Regions from separate parts of the Sus scrofa genome. Here regions 1 and 2 are each linked to region 3. Evidence: chromatin contacts called from public HiChIP or PLAC-seq and promoter capture Hi-C data. All regions are on one chromosome and are shown on one strand. The core of a region is the stretch at or near the end of the contact, and the rest is flanking DNA. Distances in the headings are between cores, read along the strand shown. Region 1 overlaps DERL1 (derlin 1). Region 2 holds the start of DERL1 (derlin 1). Region 3 has its middle 43 kb from the start of ZHX2.

The links. Promoter capture Hi-C pulls out the DNA fragments that hold promoters and counts their contacts. HiChIP or PLAC-seq counts read pairs in DNA pulled down with a chosen protein or histone mark.
Region 1: an H3K27ac HiChIP or PLAC-seq map of alveolar macrophages shows a contact between it and region 3. The contact joins two enhancer-like sites. A contact is called at or near these places in 17 of 47 Hi-C or Micro-C datasets (alveolar macrophages, blood, embryonic fibroblasts and 10 more) and 2 of 2 datasets of contacts at active chromatin or transcription factors (alveolar macrophages and skeletal muscle).
Region 2: a contact with region 3 is called in a promoter capture Hi-C map of liver, with 4 times the contacts expected there. The contact joins the promoter of DERL1 here to the enhancer-like site in region 3. A contact is called at or near these places in 1 of 5 promoter capture datasets (liver), 6 of 47 Hi-C or Micro-C datasets (alveolar macrophages, liver, omental adipose tissue and 3 more) and 2 of 2 datasets of contacts at active chromatin or transcription factors (alveolar macrophages and skeletal muscle).

What each region holds. Positions count from the first base shown.
Region 1 is chr4:16,334,206-16,337,925 of Sscrofa11.1, forward strand. It overlaps DERL1 (derlin 1), which reads left to right. Exons shown (of 8, transcript NM_001244479.1): 7 at 1,055-1,165. Among named protein-coding and RNA genes, the nearest start is that of DERL1, 26 kb to the left of the region's middle. Within about 2 kb of position 1,281, at least 2 of the 83 cell types and tissues checked have an H3K27ac peak or open chromatin away from gene starts, as enhancers often do. A contact at or near this core is called in alveolar macrophages and retroperitoneal adipose tissue, where this site is marked.
Region 2 is chr4:16,308,949-16,312,633 of Sscrofa11.1, forward strand. It overlaps DERL1 (derlin 1), which reads left to right and starts at 1,459. Exons shown (of 8, transcript NM_001244479.1): 1 at 1,459-1,753. The coding sequence starts at 1,601.
Region 3 is chr4:16,594,658-16,598,574 of Sscrofa11.1, forward strand. No RefSeq gene overlaps it. Among named protein-coding and RNA genes, the nearest start is that of ZHX2, 43 kb to the left of the region's middle. Within about 2 kb of position 1,999, at least 25 of the 83 cell types and tissues checked have an H3K27ac peak or open chromatin away from gene starts, as enhancers often do. A contact at or near this core is called in alveolar macrophages, liver, omental adipose tissue and 2 more, where this site is marked.

The sequences.
Region 1 (3,720 bases), core at 31-2,530, 260 kb before region 3:
CTGTTATACAGCAAAGTGATTCAGTTATGCATACATACATATATATACATGTACATACATTTTTTGGTATTCTTTTCCATTATGGCTTATCACAAGATACTGAATACAGTCCCTTGTGCTCTCCGGTGGGATCTTGTTGATGTATTTTTTATAGAGTCGTTTGTATCTGCTAATCCCAAACTCCTCATTTATGCTTCTCCCTCCCATCTCCCCCCGCTTTGGTAGCCATACGTTTATTTGCTGTGTCTGTGAGTCTGTTTCGGTTTTATGATAGTACTAGTGCTTAATACACCTGACGTCTTTGCTCCGTGTGGTCCTGACTTGAACTGCATCCATAGGAGGGAGGGAATGAGTCGAGTACACAGACTCTGTTTAGAGCAGAGCAAGCTCGGTAGAACTGCCCTGCGGCCAGAAGAGCAGTCAGGTCTGGGAGGAGGTGTAGACACTGATTTCCTACAACAGGAGTCCCCTAGAGGTGAAGACGGGAGGCTATGTAGGAGTGGATCTGTGAATCCAGGATTACAAGGTGAAGGTCAGCTTTCCAAGGTGATCGCTATGATGTCTCACAGTCAGGGACACAAGGGCAAAGGCAAATGAGCCCTGGGTCCGTGTCTGGAAGAGGGGAGTGGACATGGACGCTCCCTCCTTTCCGTCCCTGCGTCTCTCTTGCCCGCCCTCACATCTGCCATTTTGCAAATGCGGTGTTCACATCTGGTAGCATTCAGAAGCTTGCTTTGCAGCTCCCCCAACCTTGGAGGCCGGAAGTAGCAAAAACCGTATTTTGAGGATGGGCTGGGGCTTGAAAGAGATGTCAGAGGAGCAGCTGGCCTTGAAGAGCACAGGCCGCGCTGGTCCAGCAGGATGGACGTCCCGTCTCATTCAGGATGCGTTCGCCACTCAGACGATGACAGGGCTCACTGTCGAGCTGTCACCGACTCCCAGGGCCCAGAAATGGGCGGTCTCGAAGGATCTGAGCCCTGTGCTCTTAGTTAAAACTTGGGGCCTCTCACTTTACTACTCGACCGTCTTTAAACTCTTGGCTTTCTGTCCGCAGGGTCATCAACGAGCTTATCGGAAATCTCGTTGGACACCTTTATTTCTTCCTCATGTTCAGATACCCAATGGACTTGGGAGGAAGAAACTTTCTGTCCACGCCTCAGTTTTTGTAAGTGTTTCTTCCTCTTTTTCAGCAATCGTTTTAACCGCCCAAGTTCTTCTGCGCCCTGATAAAAACTCCCTGAGGGGTAGGATTTCCCTCTTTGTCTGATGGAAGAATACAAGCCAACAAGGGCGTTGCCCGGGTCACACAGGCACAGGAAGCCAGGGCTCAAGGCCTCGGCCTGGCCTCCTGGAGCCCTGGTAGCCAGGGGCCACTGAGCCCAGATTCTGGCATCTCAGGGAGCTGAGGGCCCTGCTGAGCAGGCAGGCACCTGTGTGCACAGCAAGGGACCAGGGTGACAGGGTGACCACGGTTTTAGCCAAGATTTTGGCTGAGGAAGGGGTAAGAGGGTAAGTGGGCTCATTGTTAGCAGCCTAAAACAATTTGTGTATTCAGTAGTAGAGATTAGAATGCTTTTTTTTTTTTTTTTTTTGCTTTTTAGGGCCATACCTGCGGCATGTTGAAGTTCCCAGGCTAGGGGTTGAATCGGAGCTACAGCTGCCGGCCTATACCACAGCCACAGCAATGCTGGATCTGAGCTGAAACTGTGACCTATACCACAGCAAATGCTGGATCCTTAACTCACGGAGCAAGGCCAGGGCTTGAACCTGCGTCCTCATGGATACTGGTCAGCTTTGTTACTGCTGAGCCACAGCAGGAATTCCCTAGGCTAGAATCCTGAAAGGACTTTTCAGAGTTACACACAGAGACCCGAGGCATGTATAGTCCTGCCCCGGAGGCTGTTCTTGTACCCTGTCTCCCCGCAGGATGTGCAAAGGTCAGGATGCCGAGGGCCCAGCTTTGGTTTGGGGGCAGACCTGGCCTGGAGTCCTGTTCCCCTCCTGTACCAACTTTGATACTGGGGAAGTGACGGAGTAAATGCTCCAGGTCCGTGAGTCGGGGGGAGGCCCTGCAGGAGGTGAGACGTGCAGGAGGTGAGACCTGCACCGCAGTGGGCATTCTGCAAATGCAGGCTCTCAGCCTCGCTCCTGAAGTTGGGGCTGGGAGGACGGGCTTCCCACGAGCTCAAAGAGATGCTGACACGCTTAAGCCTGTAAGCGGTGTGACCCCTCTGTCAGTGAAGCGAAAGGCTGCTGAGGAAGGGACCAGTGACATTGCCATCTGGGTGTCACCGCCGGCCTCACAATCACGCCTCATCTCCACTCGTGCATATGCGATAATAGCTTGCATTTAAAAGCTTAAAAAAAAAAAAAAAAAAAGCGAAAAACCATTTTCATGTCCTGCTCATATTAATGTTTTGCAGTTTGTCATTCTTCCAAGGGGCCAATGAGGGCAGTACAACTTGAGTAGGCACCCCTCCACCCCTCTTTCCTAGGTTAGAGGAAGGTTTTTGAAAGACTTCTTGAGATAAAATATACAAACAGGGAAGTACACTGTTGTTGTACGTGTGTGTGAGATACTGTTGGTGTGTGTGCGCGTGCCTGCGTGCCTGCGTGTGTGTGTGTGTGTGTGTGTGTGTATGTATGTATTGGAAGGTTTGTTTTTTTAAATGGCCACACCTGCAGCATATGGAAGTTCCCTGGCCAGGGATTGAATCCGAGCTGCAGATATCAATACTGGATCCTTTAACCCACTGCCCGGAGCCAGGGATCAAACCTGCACCTCTTCTGTGACCCGAGCCACTGCAGTCAGATTCTTGACCCCACTGCGCCACAGCAGGAACTGCTGGTTTTATTTTTTTCATTAAAAACGTAAAAAGAGATTCATTTCCCTTCCAAGCCTTGAGTCGCCTTCCCAAACCCAGATGACCGATCTGCTTTGTAATTGTCAAAGCACACGATCACAGCAGGTTTGGATTTTTCATCTTGGTTTATCAGGTGGGATGGCAGATGCATCAATTAAAAAAAACAAACACTTGTTGCTTTGTGGGGACAGCCGAGGGTGATTTTACTTTAAAAGGCCGTCGTCTTCATGGCTTGGAGAGATTTCTCGGTTGTGGACAAGAACGTCTATGGGAGTCTAGTGGCAAAATCAACAGCACGCTGGCGTCCGTCTTCCCCTTGAGCTTTCCCCGTTGGTAGAAGCCCTTCTGTTAAATTTTGCATAAAGATCAGATGACAAAATGTAGCTCCTTGCACAGGCAGTAACTGCTTTGAAATTACCATAAATCTTTGTTGATTATGTATAATTGGGTATCTTTTTATACTAATTACTTGCATTTAATTTCCCTATCTGTTGAAGCCCTGGAGATGGCTTCCATATTGTCTCAGAGTAAGAAGCAAAGCAAGACAGCCCTCGCGTTGCCTTTTTTAAGTCTCCTGATTTATTATATACTTCGGAGGCACGTTATTGTGCCAGAACGGCATGAATGTTGGGAAACCGGCGCTTGCAAATACATGTTGATGGAATGATAAAACTGTATTTGTTTAAAAAGGAAGACGTGAGCTACAGAATTCTAAGACGTATCACGATTCTGCATCCCACGTAGAAACGTAGACAGACCCTCTTCTGTGCACGGTTATTTTTCTGTTTAAACGGGGTTTGTTGCTGGAGGGGAGGGAGGCTGCCGCTGACAGGGATGATGCAGACCCATGAAGGGT
Region 2 (3,685 bases), core at 209-2,708, 290 kb before region 3:
TATTACATTTAGAATGGATAAGCAATGAGGTCCTACTGTATAGCACAGGGAAATATAGGCAATCTCTTGGGATAGATCATAATGGAAAATAATATATTAAAAAAGAAGGTAAAAACAAGGTGGATTTTCATCTATCTGTAACTTAAGTCCTACCCAATAAACCAGATTAATAGTCATGATCATTTCTGCTTTCAGTTCCTCCAAAATTCCAAGCCAGTTGGAATTGCTGACTGAAGAAAAACACACAATCTAAGTCGCAAGTTAAGTTTTATTCAAGGAATTTACTGAGGACTATAGCCCCAGACCCAGCCTCTCGGGTAGCTCAGAGGACCTGCTCTGAAGAGGTAAGGGAGGAGTCAGAATATATAGGATTTTTGGCTGAATACAAACAAACCATGTAGTCACGTGTCAAAATATTACAGCTAATCACAAAAATCAGACATCTAAATGATTTTAGCGCTTTTTTGTGTAAGGGAAGATGCAAGATTCTGGCTCATTGAAATTATTACTTAGATATGCATCTTAACTGGGCCAGTATCCTCTTTTTCTCCTTCCTGAATCCCTCTAGGGTGCACCATCCGGGTGGCTGCAGTGGCTGATGACTTGACGGCAGGCAACATTCACTTTACTGGAATGGTGGCTGCAGTGGCTGATGACTTGACGGCAGGCAACATTCACTTTACTGGAATGGAAGGCAGCATTCTTTGTTTACTGAAATGGCCGTCAACATTTTTTTTTTTTTTTTTTTTTTTTTTTTGGTGCACAGAGCGGCTGTTTCCTCTGAATGGAAAACTCCCCATATCTTTGCAGGGGGCTGGGGTGTGCGTGCTCAAAGGTCACTTTCTCCGAGTTCTCTCTGACCAATCCCATCTAAAGCAGATTTCTCTCCCCACACTTCCCCACTCCCACGCAGTCACTCTATCCCCATCTTCCTAATTTATTTGCCTTTTTCTCCTTATCTCTTTAAATTGTTCAATTATTTGTTCATTCACTGTTATTTTTGTTAGTATGTAAGCTCCAGGAGAGAAGGTACCACAACGACTCTGCTAGTTGCAGCACCTCTGGTGTCTAGAACCCTATGTCGCACTTGGTAAGCTCTCAATAAACATTTGCGTAACGAATGAACAAAGAGGAACTACATTGTACTTTGCCTCCTCCTTTCCCTTTGACTACCCTACAAAATGTACCCACCTGGATTATAAATCAGGCAGGAACCCGGTAGAAGGCATTCAGCCTCGCCATTGGCTGGAGTATTTGTCGTTGCTCCCGGCAACCACTGTTTTCCACCAGTCGTGTTGTCGCCCCGCCTGGCCCCGCCCCCAAGCTCCGAACTTCCTTCCAGTGGTAAAAACCTGCTAGCTCTTTAAGCGGCGGGACTTCTGGTTAACGTCGTCTGCGGCCTCCGGAAGGGGAAGTTCGCCGCCGAACGCTCCCTCGCTCGTCCGAATTCGGTGGCGCCACGTCCGCGGGTCTCCGCCTTCTGCACCGGGGCTGGGGCGGCTCCGCCTCGACACCTTCCACTCACCCAGGAGGCCGCGTCGGAGGGGGCCGGGACCGGGAGTCGGACGGCTGTGCACATCCCGGCCACGACGAGGCGAAGATGTCGGACATCGGGGACTGGTTCAGGAGTATCCCGGCTATCACGCGCTATTGGTTCGCCGCCACCGTTGCAGTGCCCTTAGTCGGCAAACTCGGTCTCATCAGCCCGGCCTATTTCTTCCTCTGGCCTGAAGCCTTCCTTTATCGCTTCCAGGTATTGACCGGCGATGGGGGAAGTGGAAACTACAGGCCCCAGGTGGCCCCGCAGCGGCGGAGCGTAGACCCGCCGGTTGCGGACGCGCGGTGTCTGGTGGGATTTGTAGTGCGGCGGCTCCAGGGGTTTAGGGCGGGGTCCTGTGGCCCAGGGATAAGGTGGAGGCAAAGGAGTCTGAGCCTGGGCCTGGATAGCTGGAGGCGTGGAGAGTCCTCGGTTTGGCCCAATGGAAGGGGACCGATTTCGCCATGCTGTTAAGTCTGTGCTCCCCGCCCTCTGTACCCAGAGAAGGCGGCAGTGGGGAAGGTAAGTCTAATACTTGTCAGTCTGTCGGAGGCCAGTGATTAGCAGCCTGGGGCCACCTGGAGTATGGCCCTCTGAGCTCCCTCTGCCACCCACGTGGATGGCATGTGGACCACGGCTTGCCCAACAGCCAGCTGAGTCTTTTGTATGTTGATGGCGTTTCTTCCCTGGCAGGAGTGATTTGAAGACAGAGGTGCGAAGAGTGAGTTTGTTTATTTGTGTGTCTCCTTGGCTCTGGCAGGTAGTAGTTGAATTTATAAAGGACTGAGTAAAGAGTAAATTGCTCCAGAAATGGAAGGCCCTGTTTGTTTTTGTCTTGGTTTTTTCTTAAGCATGAAGGAAACAGCCCAGAGTAACATTCCTGACAAGAGAATATTAGTTTTCTGGAGGTTATCTTTATTCACTGGATTCTGTGATTTAAATCTTTCATCAGACCTGACCTGGAGGCAGGTCAGATACCAAGATCAGAAATTAATTTCAACACATCCTTTGGACTTTGTTTAACACTCTTTTGTCTTTGCAGTCGTCACTGGCCATTTCTTAGTCTCCCTTGCTGGTTCCTTACCTTCCTGACCTTTAAATGTTGTGATGTGCCCCAGGACTCTTCAGAGTCTCCCTAGCTGTAGGTGATCTCATTTAGCTTAATGGCTTTAAATAATTTCTATAAACTGAAGATTCTCAAATACAAATACACCTCTTTGTCCAGAGCTGTCTCACTTCCAAACTTGTACATCCAGCTGTAGACTTGAAATTACCACTGAGATGACTAATAGACAAATCAAACTTCATGAGTGTAAAACAATGCCCTTTTCGCTGAAGTAAATAGCAACTTCAGCATTGCAGGAGCTTAAGCTAATAGTCATGGAGTCATCCTTGACGTCTCAAACATCCCACAGTCTCTTAGCAGATTTACTTCAAGTAAATATTCAGAATACAGTCCTTTTTTGTTCTCCAATGCAAGCCATTGTCATACCAGCCCTGTTCCTTTCAGTCTTTTCTCTACAGAGCTAGAGTGATCCTCTTAGAACATAAATCATGTTCTGTCAGTCCTCTGCCCAGAGGCTCTTTTTTTTTTGGCTGCACCTTAGCCATCTGGAAGTTCCCAGGCCAGGGATTGAACCTGTGCCACAGCTGCGGCAGTGCCAGATCCTTAACAATCTGCTCTGCCCCACGGGAACTTCCTGTCCAGAACCTTTTAATGTTTTCTCAACTCAGCCAGTGAAGCCCAAGTCTTTTCAGTGGCCTGCAAGGCCCCCTGCTGCTTCTCGGACCTCATCTCCTACTGTTCTCCATCTTGTATATATTAGGCTCCACAGTGGAATCCTTGATGTTTCTTCAGCACCTCACTCCATCCCTCCTCAGGGCCTTTGCACATGTTGTTTTCCAGCTTGAGGAAGACAGCTGTGGTTTACAAGCCTTACCTCCTTTAAGTCACCCCAACTGCCACCTTGTTGGCACGGCCTTATCTGATTGCCCTCCATGAAAATGTACCCCTTCTTCACTCTGCCTCCCTTAATTTTTCTTGCTACATAGCACTGCTTGATGTTAGCTCACTTCAGAGAATAAAGCTCCATGAGAGCCACTTGTCTTGTTTATCACTGTCTTTGTTACCTAGAATAGTGTTTGGCA
Region 3 (3,917 bases), core at 749-3,248:
CGCGTCCTCATAAATGCTAGTCGGGTTCCTTAACCACTGAGCCATGATGAGAACTCCTTTCCAAGCGTTTCTACTCCATTTCTCCTAAGCTCTGCTGGATATCCTTCCAGAATCTTTCCCCAGATTCAGCCAAGCATCCTTGCACATGAATCCCCCTTACTCTATACACACACATGCACACACACTGCTTAAGGCTTTTGGTTTGCAATGTTGATTCATCTTACAGAAAGAGTCTTTCTCTTTTCATCTCCACTTGTTTCTGGCCTTGACCCTGCTGTAGAGTTGCCGCTGAGAAGACTTGTGCCAGCTGCTGAGGGGTTTAGGCGTGACCACCTTTCAGAGCTCTCTGAGGCCGGGGAGAGAAGCGGAGAAGGTTTGTGTTGAGGGGTGTGTGTGTGTGTGTGCGTGTCTCTGCTATGTGGCGTGTGTGGGGAGCAATGCTTAGTCTCAATTCTCATTTGGTTTCTCATTCCAGGCCAATGAATATTCCTGGATTCCTGGCCGGGCACCTCTGAAAAGAGAATGTTTTGACCTTCTCAGTGAGGGAGGTGTGTGGACAGAGCCCCCTGGGTGTAACTAGTCATCCCCTGACAGAGCCCCCTGGGTGTAACTAGTCATCATACTTAGTCTGTTTACTGATCCAACAAGCAATTTATCCATCAGCTGTAATTAAATCATCTTCAAGCCGAGAGTCTCGTAAGTCCCAGATACACTTCCAAACAAAGCACTGGTGGGGACCGTCCCTAAAAGGAAGCCTGATGAATCCTCAGGGCAAGCCTCTGAAGTGGTTGTGGTTACTCCCATCTCACAGATGAAGAAACTGAGGCTCCAGAGGGAATCCATACATCATCCGAGGTCCCCATTGTGAATGGCACAGCCAGAACTTGAATCCAGGTCTGCTGGCCTGGCTCTTCCTTGTACAACACACTCCAGCCTGGGCTGCCTTTTCCCCGAATGTGTTGCAAAGGAATTTCAGACCCTCTGCTGTTGCCTGCTAAGGTTGTGATGCCAAGTTATCTAAGCATAGGCTTTTTTGGTCGCCTGGACGTCATCCCCCATCTTTCTTGCCTCCTTCAGTAGATCACGCACACTGGGAGGCAACTTCAGCTCCTTCCTATTCTGCTCGGTGCTGGGAGCCTGCTGTAGGGACTCCCCAGATTCCTAGTGGAGGAAAGAATGAAACTGTCAGGACAGAAGGAGAAATCTCTTTCTCTATTCCCAGCCTCCTTCCCTGGAATCCCAAACCCACTTTTGCCACTGGTCATTACTGGATAATAGCAGAGGTGTGTGTATCAGCCTAGAAATTCTTTTAGTAGAAGTTTTAAAATTTCAACATCAAAGGTTGGAAATACTTGGTAGTCTTTGATGTGCATGAGGCAAGTCAGCTAGACTTTTGGGAAGGGGGTGTGAGACACACACACACACACACACACACACACACACACACACACACACCCCTGTCTTTACCAAATATAAAATATTCTCTTTGCTTCCTGCACCCTCAAATATTGGTCAGTTTTAATTCCTGGGAGACTCTCTATGACTGTTCTAGGTGGGTGGAGAATGTTTCTTCAGATCTTTTGCTTTACATTGCTCAGTGATACCCTTCAAATAGGATTCTGGCTTCCCTGGTTTGCCAATAGTGTTACAAAAAGGCCCAGGAGAGCTTCTGCAGTGAGGTGCTGCAGGAGAAAATACACTGGCTCTGAAGAGGAGGACCAGGACTTGTCCAAGGTCATGCACCCAAATCCGTGGTCCTGAATATGCCTTCCCCTGTTTCCATGAAAGTTACACGTGGGAGCGCTCAAAATCTACTCAACTGACAACCTGGTGTGTGTCCCTGGCATTGTTTGTGCAACCAACTGCTTGTGAATCTGAGAGGCGAGGGCGTCAGAAGGGCGAGCGTCTGGGATATTTTAATATTCAGTATTTCCAGACTCAGCAGGCAGCAGGCTAAATCTGTCCACTGATGGGCAGGCATGAATTATGAAACCACTCACGTAGGTTGAGAGGTTGCCCGGAGCTGGGGAAGCGTCGCCACCAGTGTCTCTGCAAGCTGGTTGGGGGAGGGGTCTCTCCCCAGTTGGGAGGGATCGTGGAGTGTGGACCCGTGATCGATCACAGTGTGGGTGTGGCTCACACACCACAGGACCCATTTGGGCTTCCCGAATCCTAGGCCCTCAGACAGGGTGGGTGGTGGGATCAAAAAACAGAAGAGAAACCACAGGGCGGTCCTGCTTTCTGCGTGGCAGGAGGGTGAGGCTGCCCCCTGGTGGCGAAGGTCCGCAGGGGGCGCTGACCTTCAAGGAGTCCAGGAAGGAAATGTGACCTCCTTCCTGACCTGGGTTCTGATGCCTCCTCCACCTACTATGGGGGCTGTGCTGGTTGTGGGGGTCCGCCAGTGTGAGGCTGAGGGCTGGGAACTGAGGTCTAATCATCAAGGGGAGGAAAACTGAAGCTTAGGGGTTAGGATAGGTGATGATGGTGGTGGATTGTAAGCGAATCCTCAGAGATAATATTGAACAAAACACATCAGTAATAGCCATTTATTGATGCTCTGTGCCGGCAGCGGTGCTAAGCACATTACACACATGTTCTCAATTCTTCACAACAATCCTGTTCATTAGATATCATTATTCCTGCATTTACAGATGAGAGGCAAAGTGAAAACTCCAGTATCATCACCAGGTATGTAGTTAACAATTATGAAATAATGCAGCACAGTGTTTTAGGAGTAGTATCTCATGTAGTCTTCACACTTATTTTAGGAAATCGGCTTTTATTATTCCTATTTTTATTATTTCCATCATATCATTGAGGAATCTGAAGCTTAGAGAGGGTATGTGCCAGTTATTTTTTTTTTTCAGTGTGGCAAATCACTCCTCGATTTAGTGGCTTGAGCCAACAATTACTTAGTTTTGTTTGGTTTTTAGGTCTAAGTACTTCCTTTATTTTTACTTTTAAATTATAATATCCCTCCTATTACTATGAATTTGAAGATAGTTGATTGAACTACACATTAATAGACAAAGTAAGAATTCCAAATTTGTCTTTATCGTTTGATCAAAAAATTCTTTGCATGAATGGCTGGCAAAACTCTGCACAAATACTATCAATCCTCCACACAGACATGTGGATATTAATACTCGGATGTCGTGAGGGATCCCTTACTTTGCTTTTAAATGTGCTGAGTTGGCAATTTGGGCTGGGTTCTGCTGGGTGGTTCTTCTGGTCTCAGCGGGTCCCGGGAGAGCATCCTGCATCTGTGGTCACATGCTGGTCAGCTTGGGGGCTCTGTTTTGAGGGATTGGTTGGTTGTGGGCTGGGATGATGATGGAGACTGGTCCATGTGTGTCTCAGCATCCAGCAGGCTGGTCTGAGCTTGTGCCTGGGAGGGGTCTGAGAGAGAGAGAGAGGAGAAATATCCAAACTCTCTTGAGACCCAGGCTCAAAACTGGTACAATGTCACTTGTACTAAAACTCCATTGGCCAAAGCAGGTCCATCTCTAGCCCAGAATCAAGGGACAGGGTGTATAGACTCCTGATGGGGGGCGGGGTGCAGTGAAATCAGAGCAAATGGTGAGTGTCGATAGAGAGAGGGGGAGGGGTGGGGACCGGGCCATTTTAGTGCTATATCACTGGGTCCGTATGGGGAACGGGTTCAGGTGGAGTGGGACCCAGGTGGGAAGAACAAAATGTTCAAAGGCTCCCAAAGACTCTTGGGCAGGAAAGAGCCTATGTTTTTGAAAAGTAGGCTGGTATACCTGTAGGAGGAGGAAGTTGGAGTGGTTAGGGATGGGGGGAAGGGGCTGTTCTGAGCCCTTCATCTAGGTTAACACAATCCTCACAATTCATGGGTAAGCGCTGTGTGTTCCTCCCATTTCTGGATGGGGCCACTGAGGCATGGACAATGTGCT